Linked DNA regions of Mus musculus: all the other regions are linked to region 4. Evidence: chromatin contacts called from public HiCAR-type, HiChIP or PLAC-seq and Micro-C data. All regions are on one chromosome and are shown on one strand. Each heading gives the region's core, a stretch centred on a gene start, on an enhancer-like site or on the middle of the called end of the contact. The rest is flanking DNA. Distances are from core to core; before and after follow the strand shown. Region 1 has its middle 11 kb from the start of Gm38594. Region 2 holds the start of Laptm4b (lysosomal-associated protein transmembrane 4B). Region 3 holds the start of Atpsckmt (ATP synthase C subunit lysine N-methyltransferase). Region 4 holds the start of Sdc2 (syndecan 2). Region 5 has its middle 16 kb from the start of Gm41290.

Region 1 (2,700 bases), core at 26-2,525, 1.3 Mb after region 4:
TAGAAACCATTTTCTTTGAAGAAATGACACTACCTTGAACTGAGTTTTAATGTAATTACACTTCTCTGTGCACCAGGGATTATATTGTACCAGGACAGTCTTTCTTTCTTTCTTTCTTTCTTTCTTTCTTTCTTTCTTTCTTTCTTTCTTTCTTTCTTTCTTTCTTTCTTTCTTTCTTTCTTTCTTCAAATTACACCGAGCTGAAATACATTGGGAACAAACCACCTGTTATTAGACTTCCTGAAGTCTTATCCAGGTTGAAGAAAATCTTGAAAATTGAAAACCAAATCTGAGTTTTTCTATCTCTTCCTGCAGTTTGCTTCCCTGTACAACACTGCAGTGACCCCCTTAACATAAGGCTCTTTTTATTACTATTATTGTTATTTTCTCCTCTCTCTCTCTCTCTCTCCCTTCCTCCCTCTCCCTCTCCCTCTCCCTCTCCCTCTCTCTCTCTCTCTCTCTCTCTCTCTCTCTCTCTCTCTCTCTCTCTCTCTCTTTCTTTCTTTTTTGAGACAGAGTCCTCTACACAGCCCTGGCTGCCCTGAAATTTACTATGTAGACTAGGCCATCCTGGAACTCACAGGCATCCACCAGCCCCTGCTTCTGGAGTGCTGGGATTAAAGGTGTGAGCCACTGCCCAATACTGATTTCTTTTTTGTTGTTCTTGTTTTGTTTTTCCAAACAAGGTTTCTCTATGTAGACCTGAATGCTGGAACTTACTCTGTAGACCAAGCTGGCCTTGAACTCAAGACATCCACCTCCCTTTGCCTCCCAAGTGCTGGAATCAAAGGTGTGTGTCACTGCCACCTGTGGGACTGTGAAAGGCAGCCTGTTTTCTGGTCAAGCTAGGTTTAAACCCTGGAGACTCAGCAGATAACTGCAAGGGATGGAAAGTGTTTGCCTGCACACTCCTAGACACCAGGCTCCTGACACAAGGCCTCAGCTCTCCATAAGTCAAGTAGGGCAATGCCCCAGCCCCTCCACAGGTAGAGGACATGACCACAGGTCATGTAGCCTCAAGACAGATCTCCACTGTAGTGAGATACCTAAAGGCCTGAAGGGCTTAGCCAATTAAGCTTTCCTTCCCAGACACTCCTCCCTGCAAAAGGTATTTAATCTTAGGCCTGCCCTGAGAAAGTGGGGTGAGGTTTCACTCAACACAACTCTCCGGCATGCCAATAGACGCCTTAAAACTGTGGACTTCCTCTACTCATCGAGACCCACTGTGGGGAACAATGGAGCCGGAAGCCTCTCTGCATTCTCAGCCAATCTCCATCAAGCAAGCTGCTGTCGAACCAAGCACAGGACACTTCTCCCCGAGAGAACCAGGCGGAGCTCTCCTTCTGCCCTTTCCCTTCAGTCCTGGGCTAGAATCGGCTCACGGGCCTCACTTCGTTCTCAGCTCTTCCGAGGCATCCAGCAGCAGCATCTGCGGTGCTGAGGACCCTGAGCCCTAGCCCTGTGGTGGGCCAACCGTGGGACACCACTTGTCGCCCACAGCCACCCAGTCCCTTAGGAAAGATTTATTTTTATTCTGTGTGTATGGATGTCTTGCCTGCGAGTCTCTGTGTGCACTGTGTTGGTGGTACCTGCTCCCCTGTAAGAGCAACAAATTGCTCTAGCCGCTTTAATACTGATTTTCATTGGATCGTTGAAAAGAATTTAGGGTTTAAAATAAGAAGAGTCAACAGCACTGTTTCAGTGTGAAAAATATTGATTACTTTAAAAATAAAAAAGAATCTCAAATTAAGATAGGGAGATAGCCTGCTGGTCTCACCTCAGTTTTACCAGCTTATCAAAGCCTGCTTGAGACAATGACTGTTTCAAAGTATTTGTGACTCGCTCAAGCTTCAGGTAGTGACCAGGTTAACTGCCCCCAAGTGGAGCTTATAGGTTATTACACCTCAGCAGATTTCAACATTCTGGAGCTTTTAATCTTAAGCACATTAATTTTAACAAAACATTTAATTTTCAACAGGAGTTAGACTTATTTTCAGGTTACTTTTATTTTGAAAGTCTTTGGTATGTATGTACATATGTATGTATGTATGTATGTATGTATGTATGTATGTATGTATGCATTGTATTTTTGAGATAGTATCTCAAAAATTGCTGTCTTGAAATTGCTATGTATTTGGATATGACCCTGAACATCTTATCTGGAATTCTACCTCCAGCTCACAGGTTCTGGGATTGTAGCATGTGTCACTACAAGTTATACAATGTGGTGGGTGGAACCCAGCATCTCCTGCATGCCAGGCAAGTCTTCAACCAACTGGACTACACCCCAACCACACAGCCTTGCTGTTCAGGAGTGTAAAATAGTACAGCCACTCTAGAAAATAGTTTAATGAGTTTTATTTAGTTGTTTTAAAAGTTTTTTATTAATTATTTTTTTCTTGTATGTATATGTGTGTATACATGCATGTGTGTGTGTATGTGTGAGTGCAGGTACCCATGGAATCCAGAAGAGGGTATCAGAGTCCTTGGAGCTGGAGTTAAAAGCAGCTGTGAGCAGCCTAATGTGAATACTGGGAACTAAACTCAGGTCCTCCCCAAAAGTATTATGCATTTTTAACTGCTGAACCATCTCTCCAGACTCTTTTTTTTTTTTAACACTAAAACTGTATGAGCAATGACCATAGAATGCAATAATTATAATGGAGACATTTGTTTAGATTGATGAAACTTCTGTTTATA
Region 2 (2,700 bases), core at 19-2,518, 1.3 Mb after region 4:
GAAAAGAAACAAATACCGAGCTTTTCCAATTCCTCCCACAACAGTTATCCTGCTTGTATCTTTGCTCAAGGACCTACACGTGGTATCTCTGGGAATAGAAGCCAAGTTTAAACTAGAGTGTGGTAGATGCACGTCTTTGTGAAACTAACCAATCTTGAACCATCTTTCATCTTATTTGACATGTACTTTAATTTAAATCGAACCCATTTTAAAACTTTTTTAAATTTTTGTTGTTTTTCAAGACAGGGCTTCTCTGTATAGCTCTAGTTGTCCTGGAACTTACTCTGTAGATCAGGCTAGCCTTGAACTCAGAAATCCACCTGCCTCTGCATCCCAAGTGCTGGGATTAAAGGCATGCGCCACCACTGACCGGCCAAATTGAACCCATTTTATTTCTTGTTCTAATCCTGAAATAAAACTTTCACATGGTCTCTTTTTTTCCCTTCCTTCCTTTCCTTCCTTCCTTTCTTCCTTCCTTCTTTCCTTTCCTGAAACAGGGTTTCTCTGTGCAGTTTTGGCTGTCCTGGAACTTGCTCTACAGACTAGGATGGCTGTCCTGGAACTTGCTCTATAGACTAGGATGGCTGTCCTGGAACTTGCTCTATAGACTAGACTGGCTGTCCTGGAACTTGCTCTATAGACGCTGGCCTGCCTCTGTCTCCTGACTGCTGAGATTTAAAGCGTGCACCACCACCAATGCCCGGCTTCACACGAACTTTTAATTTAAGTTATCAGAGCTTCTTAGCTAGCACTGTGGTCATCAAAGGCTAAACTTGGATCCTATCCAAAACAGCAGCTGGAGGGACATCCCCCGCCCCCAGACCCTAGTCCTCTGCCTGGGCTCTTTCAACGCTGTGTATTGTGACTTGCATAGATCTTTTGGCAGTAATTGTTTTTTTGTTTTTGTTTTACTAGAACTTCAGTCATTATTAAAAATGCCACGGAAGCACAGTGAGGATGCCCTTGACACACATTCTATTTTCTGGGAAAAGATTGCTACTAAAGTAATTGAGCTGGGAAGCTGAGATAAATTGCTCTCTGCGGGTTCCGCAGTGGTTCAAAGTACCGCAGTTGACTGGAATAATCATTCTAAGCAGTTTTCCTTCCTTCCGCCAGTTTGCAAGATAACTACAATCCTAGCACAGCATTCACCGGTTATTTGCAAGCTAGATGTGAGGCAAACACAGCTGGAATGAATCTGAATCCTAACCAAAGGTGCACCCCATTTCCGGAGGAAAATTCTGGAGACTCCCTCAGGGTCCAGCAAGGAAGCATTTATTTGGCGCAGCGCTCCCAGCGCCCGCAGCTGGCTGGAGCCGGTGGTGACATCACGAGCCCGGGCAGGCCACGTGACCCACGGCTTCTCCTCCCCCCTGCCTCCTAGCGTCGCCGCGGTCTTCGAGCCCAGTGTCCCGTCGCAGCGGCCACTCGGAGCTCTCGGTACAGTGCAGAGCCAAGGGTCGGGCGAGCGGTCCGAGGGTCGGGGCGGCCAAGGAGAGGGGCAGGAGCAGCGGACCCAAGACGAAGCGAGCGACGCTCTCACAAACTTCCACGAGCGCCGGAGCTATGAAGATGGTCGCTCCCTGGACTCGGTTCTACTCCCACAGCTGCTGTTTGTGCTGCCATGTCCGCACCGGCACCATCCTGCTGGGCGTCTGGTACCTGGTGAGCGCGCCCTGGCGTCGAGGGAGCCCCCGGGGTCCCCACGCGCGCCGCTCACCCCGCGCCACTAAGTCGCTTCTAGGTCGGCGTCGGTCTGGGGGCCGCCCGCGATCATCCGCCTAAAGTTGTATTATTAGAAAGTTAATTCTCGGGGAGAGCCGGGCTGCAGTGGCGGGGGCATGTGGGGCCGGGCGGGGGGGGGTGGGGCACCGGGCCCTGCGAGGTGCGGGCCGGGCATGTTCACCCCCGGGACGCACCACGGCTACACAGCGTTCGCCCTCGCGAGTTCGCGTCCGAGCAGAAACGGTTGGGAAATTCTTGTTCCTCTCGAGAGGATTTTCCTGCGTACGCCTGTTTAAAGCTCTTACACAGGGAAGGTACCCAAGTGTGCCTGTGTTCCAGTTGGCTTGGAGAAGCCATCTTAACAACCACTCAGGTTCCTGCCCGAGGACAGGTGATCCCTCTGAATAGGCACGGCGGGCAAATTTAGTTTTCTTTAAAAATGGCCTTCAGGTTGGCGCTCACATTTGTGTCAAGAACAAACATGTGATTCTCTGGGGCAGCGAGTTAGCTTGATGGATTCTTGCCCTGTGGCGCTGGCTGCCCTTGGTTGGTGGTTGGCAGCCTTGGACTGAGTCGGATTCCTCAATATTTTGGATTTTGTGACATCATTTTAGAGAGATCCGAGCTACTTGCTGCAGAACAACGAAATGTAGTTGAAAGTGGTAGTTAAGTGGCATATAAAACTTTTTAGTTAGAACATATTCTTAGCTCCCTTTGATAGTTTAAAAAGATATTCAGTATTGAATTGTAAACTGCCTTGTGCCATTTTAAACAATGCATTCCCCTTCCACGTGATGTTACAGTTCTATTTATAGTCTCAAGTTTTCTTTAGTTGGGTCCATTATGGCCGCATAATAGAATTTTTTAGTCTTAAAAGCTTTCCAACAGACCTTTGGTATATGTGGGTTCTGGCTGTTCAGTGTGAATGCAAATTGAACATTAATGTATTGGCTCAGCCCTGACTTTTCTTAAAGC
Region 3 (2,700 bases), core at 76-2,575, 1.3 Mb before region 4:
GCAGCCACTCCAAAACACCTGTCAGAAATTCGGTTTGATAGAGAACTCACCGAGGGATTTCCCTAACACCAGGTCAACCAGGGCACCTCAAACCTGGAGGCACGACTGGCACAATACAACCTAAAATGGGGCTCCCTCCTTCCTCTGAGCTTTTTGTGGCAACACCAGTGACTGTCACTCCTTTCTCCTCTGGGGGCCTAGCACCGGCTCTTGGGTAGCCTTTCTTATTCCTCTCCTTCTGTGAGACATGCCTTCCGACTCAACACTTCGGCTCTGCCTTCCCTCAGGGTAACTTCTTTGTTTCCCTTTAGGAAACTATCCTCAATTGCGGCCAACTGTGCTCCACTGAAACTCTCTCCTTCCACTCCAAAAGTCACCACCATGCGTTTTCTGGCCCAAGGGACTTTACGGTCCCTTTCCTACAAGCAGCCATTCGGTCTGTCCTGTGCACGTTTCTCACTAGTTTTCTCCCTTTCGGGACAGCCCCGCTTCTAAGGGACAAGCGACTTACAGATGTTACAGATGCACCGGCGCAGGCCTGCTCGCCCGCCCGGTGAGCTGGGGATGCGACCCCACCCAGCTCTGAAGCGGCGGATCGCTCTCCCTACCCCACCGTGGGACGAAGGCCTCTACGCCCTCTCCCGCAGCCAGAGCGGGGATGTGACCCTAGAGCCCAAAGGGGCTCCCCGGCACCGGAGATTCTCGAGCTTTCGGGCCAGCACATGGCCGAGCTGCTCTCTCGCCAGCGCAGGCGCACAAGCGCTCCGGCCCACTCCCTTCATCCCGCGGCTTCGCGTTCCGGGCCGTTACCTTGAGGGCCTCAAGCCCCATGAGACGGGACTTGCGATCTTGGTCCTTGATAATGAGAAAGGGGCGCCCATACTCATCGAAGGCGAGGGTCCCCACGGACGCCATGGTGGACGAACTAGAACGAGCGCTCCTCCAGTAACCAGCGGGGACCACTCGGGAAGAGAGACACACCGCACCTCCCTCTCGCGAGAGGACGCAGAATCCCGCGCATGCGCAGTGCAGACCCCGCGACTTACTTTTCAACAGTGACTTTTTTTACGCCGCAGAGTAGCTTCTGGAATCGGCCGCTGTTGGGAACGTCCGTTTTCCACGAACCGAGGGGGGGGGTGTTCGAAACTTAGAAGGCGACGTCTAGCACACAAATGCTAATACTAGACATAATGTAGTCACTGATTCAAGGATTTAAGTTTTCAAAGTTTTTGAATCCAGAGTTGCAGCGGGGAGCTTATTTCCTTAAGATATTTTTCTTTTCTTTGATTGCCGCCCGGGCTCTAAGACGTTGGTAGATTCCACTTCCGGTCTCCCCGGAACGCGCGATGGAGCGAGTAGGTGAGGTTTGACCGGCCTGGCGGCGGGCGATATAGTTGTCTGTGGCGCGGGCGCTTGTGGGGATCGGGCGCGCGTGGCTGCGGTGCTCTCCGTCCCGCGCCGGTCGTGGCTACCACAGTGCTTGCTGGGGGCTGCTGTCCGCACCTCCGTGCACAAGACTCACTGCTCAGCCCGATCCTAGGTCGGCTGGAATCCACCCTGCGGTGGACGAGCTGCTGCTTGGAAGCTATTGAGCCTGTAGCTTTGTTTTCTTGTCTGCAAAGATAATAATAATAATAATAATAATAACAATAATAACAGCAATAACAACAACAATAATGACAAAATAATAGCAACAAAAACAATAATAATAATAATAATGATAATGCCTACTTCACAAGGTTGCTGGACGTGCCTGGTCGTCAGCACATAGTATTTGTCCTTAACTTCCCAGGTTACACAGATCCTGGGCCTTCCCCGCGCGTGTACTGTAGGTGGAGACAAAGTAGCACCGGCTGGTGCTCAGAGTCTCTTGTTCTCAGCGTTTTGCTGTTAGAAAGATACCCCGTAAGGGTAACTGCACGGTACGTCTGCCAGAAATCACGATTCATTTTATAAGCTCGGATTTATTTGTGACGAGTTTCCAGTCTCTCCACTCGTACCCCACAGAACAGAAACTGTCCCTGCCGTATTGTCTGTTTTTATTAGGTACTCAAAATTAGAGTGCATATAACCTGTATGACAGTAGGCTAGCTTTCAGGTCTGTGCTGTTACATGACACAGATTGACATTATGTCAGGACAAGGTTTTTAAAGTTAACACAAACAAGGTTTCATTGTGACATTTTCATTCATATATATATATGTAATTGTACCTTGCCATTGACCTATAAGCTGTCCTCATTATCCTCTCTCCTCCTGGTCTTCCCTCTCAACACAGCACACACACTTGTATACAACAAGATTCTGCATCTGAGCGAAAACATGATGGTTCTGAGTCATTAGTTTACAGTTGAATAAAGCTCTGTGTGTATGTACACCACACTGTATCCATTCCACTGTTGGTGGACATCAAGCTAGGTTCAAGAAAGACTTCAAGGATGGCACGGCAAGTAAAGGCGCTTGTTGCCAAGCCTGACCGCTTGTGCTAGGTCTCGGTCCCACGTGGTGCAGGAGCGAGCAGATTCCCACGTGGGTCACAGACCGCCTTCCAGTCAGGCGGCTGCTCCGCTCCCACTCTTCTTGCTTGCACGGGCCCAGTGGTTCGATGCTTTTGCCCTCAGTTCAGATTCCTAGTTTCCTTTCCCCTGTATTCCTTCAGATGCTCATACATAGGCTGACACGTCTTTGCCTCAGTTGGTTT
Region 4 (2,700 bases), core at 67-2,566:
CTGTCTCTCTGTCTCTGTGTATGTGTGTTTGTGCATGTGTGCGTGTGTGTGTGTGTGTGTGTATGGGTATGTGTTTGTGTGAGAAAATCACAGAGCTTTTTATGGTGTGGCTTGAGGTCTGGAGTAGTATTTACCTACAAAATAGTTATTATGTATTTTTAATTCATCCTACATGATAACAAAATAGTGGCTAATACTGAAATGTCCCTGTCCCTTTATAAATGGACATTACAGAAGAAAATGGGTCCATAATTCATTCAGTTTCTAAATCCAAGAGAACATCGGTGAGCATTAGAAGAGTATGTGCCTGCCTGGTTCTGTAGCACCATACAGCACCGAACTACATGACGCATGCTTTTGCTTTATGTAGGAAATACATACTCATTTTCTTAAAGCCAGAAACTACTTAACCATTCATTCTCTGAAATTCATCTGCTAATATCTAGACTCTCTAATTTTTCATCCTTATCTGTTGCAATTTTACATTTTCCAAAAGTAAAAATATGGAAATCGAACTTAGCTGATGCCTGGGGCAGTGTGTGTGTGTTTGTGTGTGTGTGAGTCAGGAGGCAGGGTACAAACTGTGAGCAGCAGAAATGGTTTGTAAGCCTTTAATGAGTTGTGCTTTGGAGTTGTTGTGTTTTGGGTTTTGTTTTTCTACCTTTTTGAGGGTTGTGGGTTGTGGGTTATAGTTGGGATGGGGGTGGAGGTGGGTCATGGGGGAAAGTTCCAAGGAGAATCTTAACACTAACTTGTTACAATTATTTTTGTCGTTTTTGAATTGCAATCTTCATTATCTGGAGACCTATGGGCACTGTGAATACTTGAAGGGGATGTATAAACTTTCTCATTTTTCTCGACTCTCATCTTTCTATTGACCCAATTTTCACAAGTAAGAAAAGGCTCAATATGCCCATTAAACCTTCATCGAATTTTCTTTAGAAAATTACAGCGAAGAAAAGGAGAAGGAAAGGGAAAGGGAGACAGAAGGGTGGTGGGGAGAGGAGAGGGTGTTGAGAAGGGGAAAGAAGGAGAGAGAAAATGAAAGAGCACTAAGGTTTGCAGAGGCAGGTTCTCAGGACAGCCACAGAGTGGAGCTGCTGGCTCCCACTGGCTCTGGGAGCTGCCAATCCCAGTGTAATCCCGTAAGAATTTCTCCCTGGTTTTATCATGGAGTCCTGGCAACCTCCTTTCCCCCAGTAGCTGGGAGGAACCTTGAGGGCCAGGCTAAGAAGGGAGGGAAGGTAGGGGCGGTTGAAGCGGAGGCTGAGCAGGACCAAGACCAGGACCAGGGAGAGGACACGGAGGGGTGTGGGGTGAGATCGAGGGGGAGGACCCAGGAGGAGGCGGCGCGTAGAAGGAGGGGCGCTGCAGCCAAGCCACCAGTCTAGCTGTAGAGTGCTGTACTCCAGATACTCCTGGAGCTCCAGCCCCTCAGACCGCGCGTCCCCGCCGCCGTTCGCCTTTCGGCATCCTAAACTTGAGCGGCAGCTCGGTTTCAACCCATCGACTGCTTGCTTCAAATCAGACAGCATTGCGACCCAGACACCGGAGTCCGCCGAGTGAAAGCACAACGCTGCCCTGTAGGACCAGACCAAGAAAACAGCCTCGCGAAGCAGCAACTCTGGGTTGGGAGTACAGAAGCCAACAAGTGAGAAGGCGCCGCGTTTCCGGGGCGCAGGGAGAACGCTAGAGCAGGCGCCAGAGAAGACAGCTAGAGCTCGGAATCGGAGCCCAAACCTCTCTCCTGGAGGCGGCTCAGCTTCTTTTTTTTCTAGGCCCTCTTAGGCTTGCTCTGGGCTTCCTTTTATCCGGGTAGGAGCCACATCCCTGGGGAATATGCAGCGCGCGTGGATCCTGCTCACCTTGGGCTTGATGGCCTGTGTGTCCGCAGAGACGGTGAGTGGGCCCAGCCGGGGAAGTGCACTGTTAAGAGTGCCCGGGCAAATAGAAGAGCCAGAGGGTAATTGGGGGATGCTACCTGGGGGATCTGCCAACCCTGAACGTGGGGCTGCCTAGGTTCTACTGAAACAAATGAGCTTGCTTTTCAACCACTTGCCCCTGGGCTCTTCCTTTTCCCTCTTGCACAATTGAGCTGCTACAGGGAGTTACCCAAGCCATGTCTTCAGGGGGTGGGAGCACAAGACTTGGAGGTTAGGGACCCCACAGGTCCTTAAAGTCATTTCCAGCTTTCTGCCTTGGGGGATTTTATGGTGTAGTCTAGGAAGGACAGAGGGCTAAAAGTTGCAGGTTACTAGAGCACCACTGCGGGCCAGGAAAGGATCCAGTAAGCTCTGTGTACTGGACAAACCCCAGGGGTGAGTTGGAAACTTTGGGGAGGATCTGTTCCTCTGCACACATCCCCCTACTCCAGGCTTTGAGCTTGACTGAAGGCAAGTTTAGGGAGATAGGGTCCATATTAAGGAAACCGAGAGTATCAGGAGTGAAAGTTTCTAAAAGTGCATTTGTTTAATGCTCCCTGTGGCTGTGGCAAGGGGCCCACACTAAGTGGAGATGCAGTCGGTGGTCTATTTGGAGGCTCCTGGCTTCATGGAGCTTTTGGGAACAGGCCTGGGCTCTCTGGTTTCTGGGATCTTCCAGGAACGGTCCTTGTGGAGCAAAGCTGTTGGAGAGAGATGGAATTTTTCAAAATGGAAAGATGAGGGTGCTTGTGACATTGCTTTGGCCCTCAGATCCTCT
Region 5 (2,700 bases), core at 198-2,697, 1.1 Mb after region 4:
CACTGCTGTCCCTGTTTTCCGCTTATCTTCAACCACGAAGCTACTGCCATCCGTGTACCAGCTCGGACTCCCAGGCCAGGATCATATTGAGTACCAGTTTCTTCTGCCAGAATGTCAGTGCAGTGATGAGTAGGTGAAGAGTCATCAGTCTCGGGCAGTAGGGTAGCCAAATTGAGGACAGCAGGGGGAGCGAAGGTCACTCGTTCAGTCAACAAAAGGCTCTGATAATGTGTCATACGAGCGTTGGTCATCCATCGGTCAGCGGGCTGTCGGATAATGCTTTCAAGAGCATTGGGTGCCACTACAGTTATTTGCTGTCCCAGAGTGAGCTTATCAGCATCCTTGACAAGCAGAGAAGCGTTCACCTTTGATTTGTTTTCTGACGATTCTCGGAGAGCCAGGGCTCGGGAGCCTGGCTTCCGTCCATCCGTGCACCCAGGGCTTAACCCAAGGTCAGGGATTCTGGACCGAATCTTGCCATACAGTAATGTATGGTTGTTGATCAGAATGGGATCCCGGCCCTTCCTAAAAGACAATGGCTTTAATTTCAAAAATGATGGTTAAGTCAAAGGTGCCCTCTGGAGGCCAGCCGACATCAAATGTCGGCCACTCCGAGGAGGAAAAAGTCTGCCATGGTCCTTTCTTAATCTCAACTGACAAGTTGTGTGCTCTAGCCCTAACTTCAGTCCAATGATTCAAAGTCAAACTCAGAGGAGTCGTCACAGTCTGTCCCATCGTCAAAGTCACAAGTAAGACAAAACAGAGACCTAAAACACACAAAAGCTAACAGATGTCTGTCTCCACCTAAACCGACAAAACCACTCCAGAAATACAGATGGCTGGGAGGGCGTGTTGGTTCCATGACCAAGATCTATAGAGGACGGTAGAGAAATGGTGTCAGACCCAGCCACTTAAGCAGAGGTTCTAAGAGTGTGGTCCGCCGGGTCCTCCAAGCCCTGGAGGGGCTGTAAATGGTGAAAAAGGATCAGATGTGGTCATGGTCATATGAGAGATACCTTGGGCTAGAGATGTACTCAGGGGCAAATCATTTGTGTGGCATGTACAAGGTTCTCAGTTGCTTTCTCAGAACCAGAGAGAGAACACCCTATCTCCAAGTATTACACTGTTCCAGACAGATTTCAGTAAAAAACAATGAATGTGCTCTTTATAGAAGAAATAATCACCTCCCCAGACTCCTATATTATGAATTTTTCCTTATACTTTGTGGGCCAAGAATAGGTCAAGGTGAAAAGGTCAGCTCAGGAACTTTGAGAAGGTCATGAAACACACTCCCCTCCAGAAGGGAGAAGCTAATTAGCATTTCTCAGACCACAGGGCAGGACGTCCTTATTACCTCATTCCCTAAAGACCAATCAGTATAAAGGGTACACTGTTCCACCAATCATATTGTGTCTAGTTGCTGATGTTCTATTCTGTCCCTGGAAACCATATAAAAACTTGCCAAACTGGTGCTGGTGGTCACCACCTCTCCCTCGAGTCTGGGATGACCCCAGTGCACTGGAGCAATAAATTCCTCTTGCTTTTTGCATCGATCCTGGCTCCACGTGGTTCAATCGGGAGATCCCAGGTAAGCTAAGGCTCCCCAGAGTCTTACAAAGGTTATTCTTTGTCCCTAGTTACAAGGAACTTGGGAAATTAGCTCCTTCTAGATGGAAAAAACCTAAGCACAACTGAGGCTTTATTATGAAAGGAAAAGAAGATATTAACAAGAGGAAAGCAAGAAACAAAGCTTGCCCATTCCACTGGTCCTCAGAGGAGGCTGGAACTTTACCCTTGAAAGGAGCATAGAATCTCAGAATGAAAACAGAGCTGACCAAGCCAAGTCAGTCAGTTAACAGGTTCTCCAGGGTAGAAGCAAGGATTAAAAGGGGGAAAAAAGACAATTAGACAGCATTATAACATGACCCCAGCCAGTTCTGAGGCTGAAGCAAGTTTATTTTTTTTTCAGTCTGCTTTTATACCACTTTAAGTACATGCAAAATGATAAGATCAGTTCTGGGTCAAGGAACAAGCAAAGAAATAAACAAAATCAGGTAAACAGCTTTCTAGGGGCTAGTCAGGATTACTAAAACAAAAGCACTGCCACCCCAGCCTTGCTGAGCCCACTCTGAGCTTTGCATTAACTCAAATGTAAATGTTCTTAATTCGGGCCTATTTCCTGAGGCCTGGACCAAAGTCAGATTCCCTTCTTGAGTTTACTTCTTTTGTCCTGACCCGAAGTCAAATTCCCACCAAGTGTCTAGAAGGGGCCCCAAAAACTCTCCACACAGGGCTGTATTATCAGTGGCTCAGCCCAATTGCTGCCTAATGAAGGACTGACATCTACACCTTATTTAACCATGGGTCATCCAGACACTGTCCTACACAGATGAAGTATCAATAGCTGGATTTTGACTATAAGATGCAAGAAAGTAGGACGTGGTACTTCAATAATATGGCTTTCAGAACTGAAGTCAATAGTCAAAAAGCCTATCCTGTTACCATAGGGCCTGTAATCCTAGCTACTCAAGAAGCTGAGGAGAAACATTAAAAGTTCAGAGGCCTACCAGAGCCACAGAATGAGCTCAGTACCAGCATGGGCAACACAAAGAAATGCTGACTCAAACTAAAATTCAGGAAAAAATAAATAAATAAAGCTAGGATGTAGCTAAGAGGTGGAGTACTTCCCTAGCACATGGC

The links. Hi-C and Micro-C count contacts between places; a contact is called where the count stands out from the background. HiCAR-type assays count read pairs that join an accessible place to other places. HiChIP or PLAC-seq counts read pairs in DNA pulled down with a chosen protein or histone mark.
Region 1: a Micro-C map of embryonic stem cells shows a contact between it and region 4, with 3 times the contacts expected there. The contact joins the enhancer-like site here to the promoter of Sdc2 in region 4. A contact is called at or near these places in 1 of 39 promoter capture datasets (hippocampal neurons) and 1 of 484 Hi-C or Micro-C datasets (embryonic stem cells).
Region 2: a contact with region 4 is called in a HiCAR-type map of astrocytes, with 5 times the contacts expected there. The contact joins the promoter of Laptm4b here to the promoter of Sdc2 in region 4. A contact is called at or near these places in 3 of 39 promoter capture datasets (cranial neural crest, embryonic stem cells and hippocampal neurons) and 1 of 115 datasets of contacts at active chromatin or transcription factors (astrocytes).
Region 3: a contact with region 4 is called in an H3K27ac HiChIP or PLAC-seq map of embryonic stem cells, with 8 times the contacts expected there. The contact joins the promoter of Atpsckmt here to the promoter of Sdc2 in region 4. A contact is called at or near these places in 2 of 39 promoter capture datasets (the 3T3-L1 cell line and hippocampal neurons), 3 of 484 Hi-C or Micro-C datasets (Sertoli cells, cardiomyocytes and palatal mesenchyme) and 2 of 115 datasets of contacts at active chromatin or transcription factors (astrocytes and embryonic stem cells).
Region 5: a contact with region 4 is called in an H3K27ac HiChIP or PLAC-seq map of embryonic stem cells, with 5 times the contacts expected there. The contact joins the enhancer-like site here to the promoter of Sdc2 in region 4. A contact is called at or near these places in 3 of 39 promoter capture datasets (cranial neural crest, liver and stem cell-derived epiblast-like cells) and 1 of 115 datasets of contacts at active chromatin or transcription factors (embryonic stem cells).

Annotation. Positions count from the first base shown.
Region 1 is chr15:34,175,781-34,178,480 of GRCm38.p6, forward strand. No RefSeq gene overlaps it. Among named protein-coding and RNA genes, the nearest start is that of Gm38594, 11 kb to the left of the region's middle. Within about 2 kb of position 1,276, at least 16 of the 459 cell types and tissues checked have an H3K27ac peak or open chromatin away from gene starts, as enhancers often do. A contact at or near this core is called in embryonic stem cells, where this site is marked.
Region 2 is chr15:34,236,758-34,239,457 of GRCm38.p6, forward strand. Laptm4b (lysosomal-associated protein transmembrane 4B) reads left to right here and starts at 1,269. Exons shown (of 7, transcript NM_033521.3): 1 at 1,269-1,665. The coding sequence starts at 1,567.
Region 3 is chr15:31,600,791-31,603,490 of GRCm38.p6, forward strand. Atpsckmt (ATP synthase C subunit lysine N-methyltransferase) reads left to right here and starts at 1,326. Exons shown (of 5, transcript NM_026546.3): 1 at 1,326-1,359. The coding sequence starts at 1,347. Cct5 (chaperonin containing Tcp1, subunit 5 (epsilon)) reads right to left here and starts at 1,056. Exons shown (of 11, transcript NM_007637.3): 1 at 811-1,056. The coding sequence starts at 915.
Region 4 is chr15:32,919,407-32,922,106 of GRCm38.p6, forward strand. It overlaps Sdc2 (syndecan 2), which reads left to right and starts at 1,317. Exons shown (of 5, transcript NM_008304.2): 1 at 1,317-1,899. The coding sequence starts at 1,840.
Region 5 is chr15:34,052,279-34,054,978 of GRCm38.p6, forward strand. No RefSeq gene overlaps it. Among named protein-coding and RNA genes, the nearest start is that of Gm41290, 16 kb to the left of the region's middle. Within about 2 kb of position 1,448, at least 15 of the 459 cell types and tissues checked have an H3K27ac peak or open chromatin away from gene starts, as enhancers often do. A contact at or near this core is called in embryonic stem cells, where this site is marked.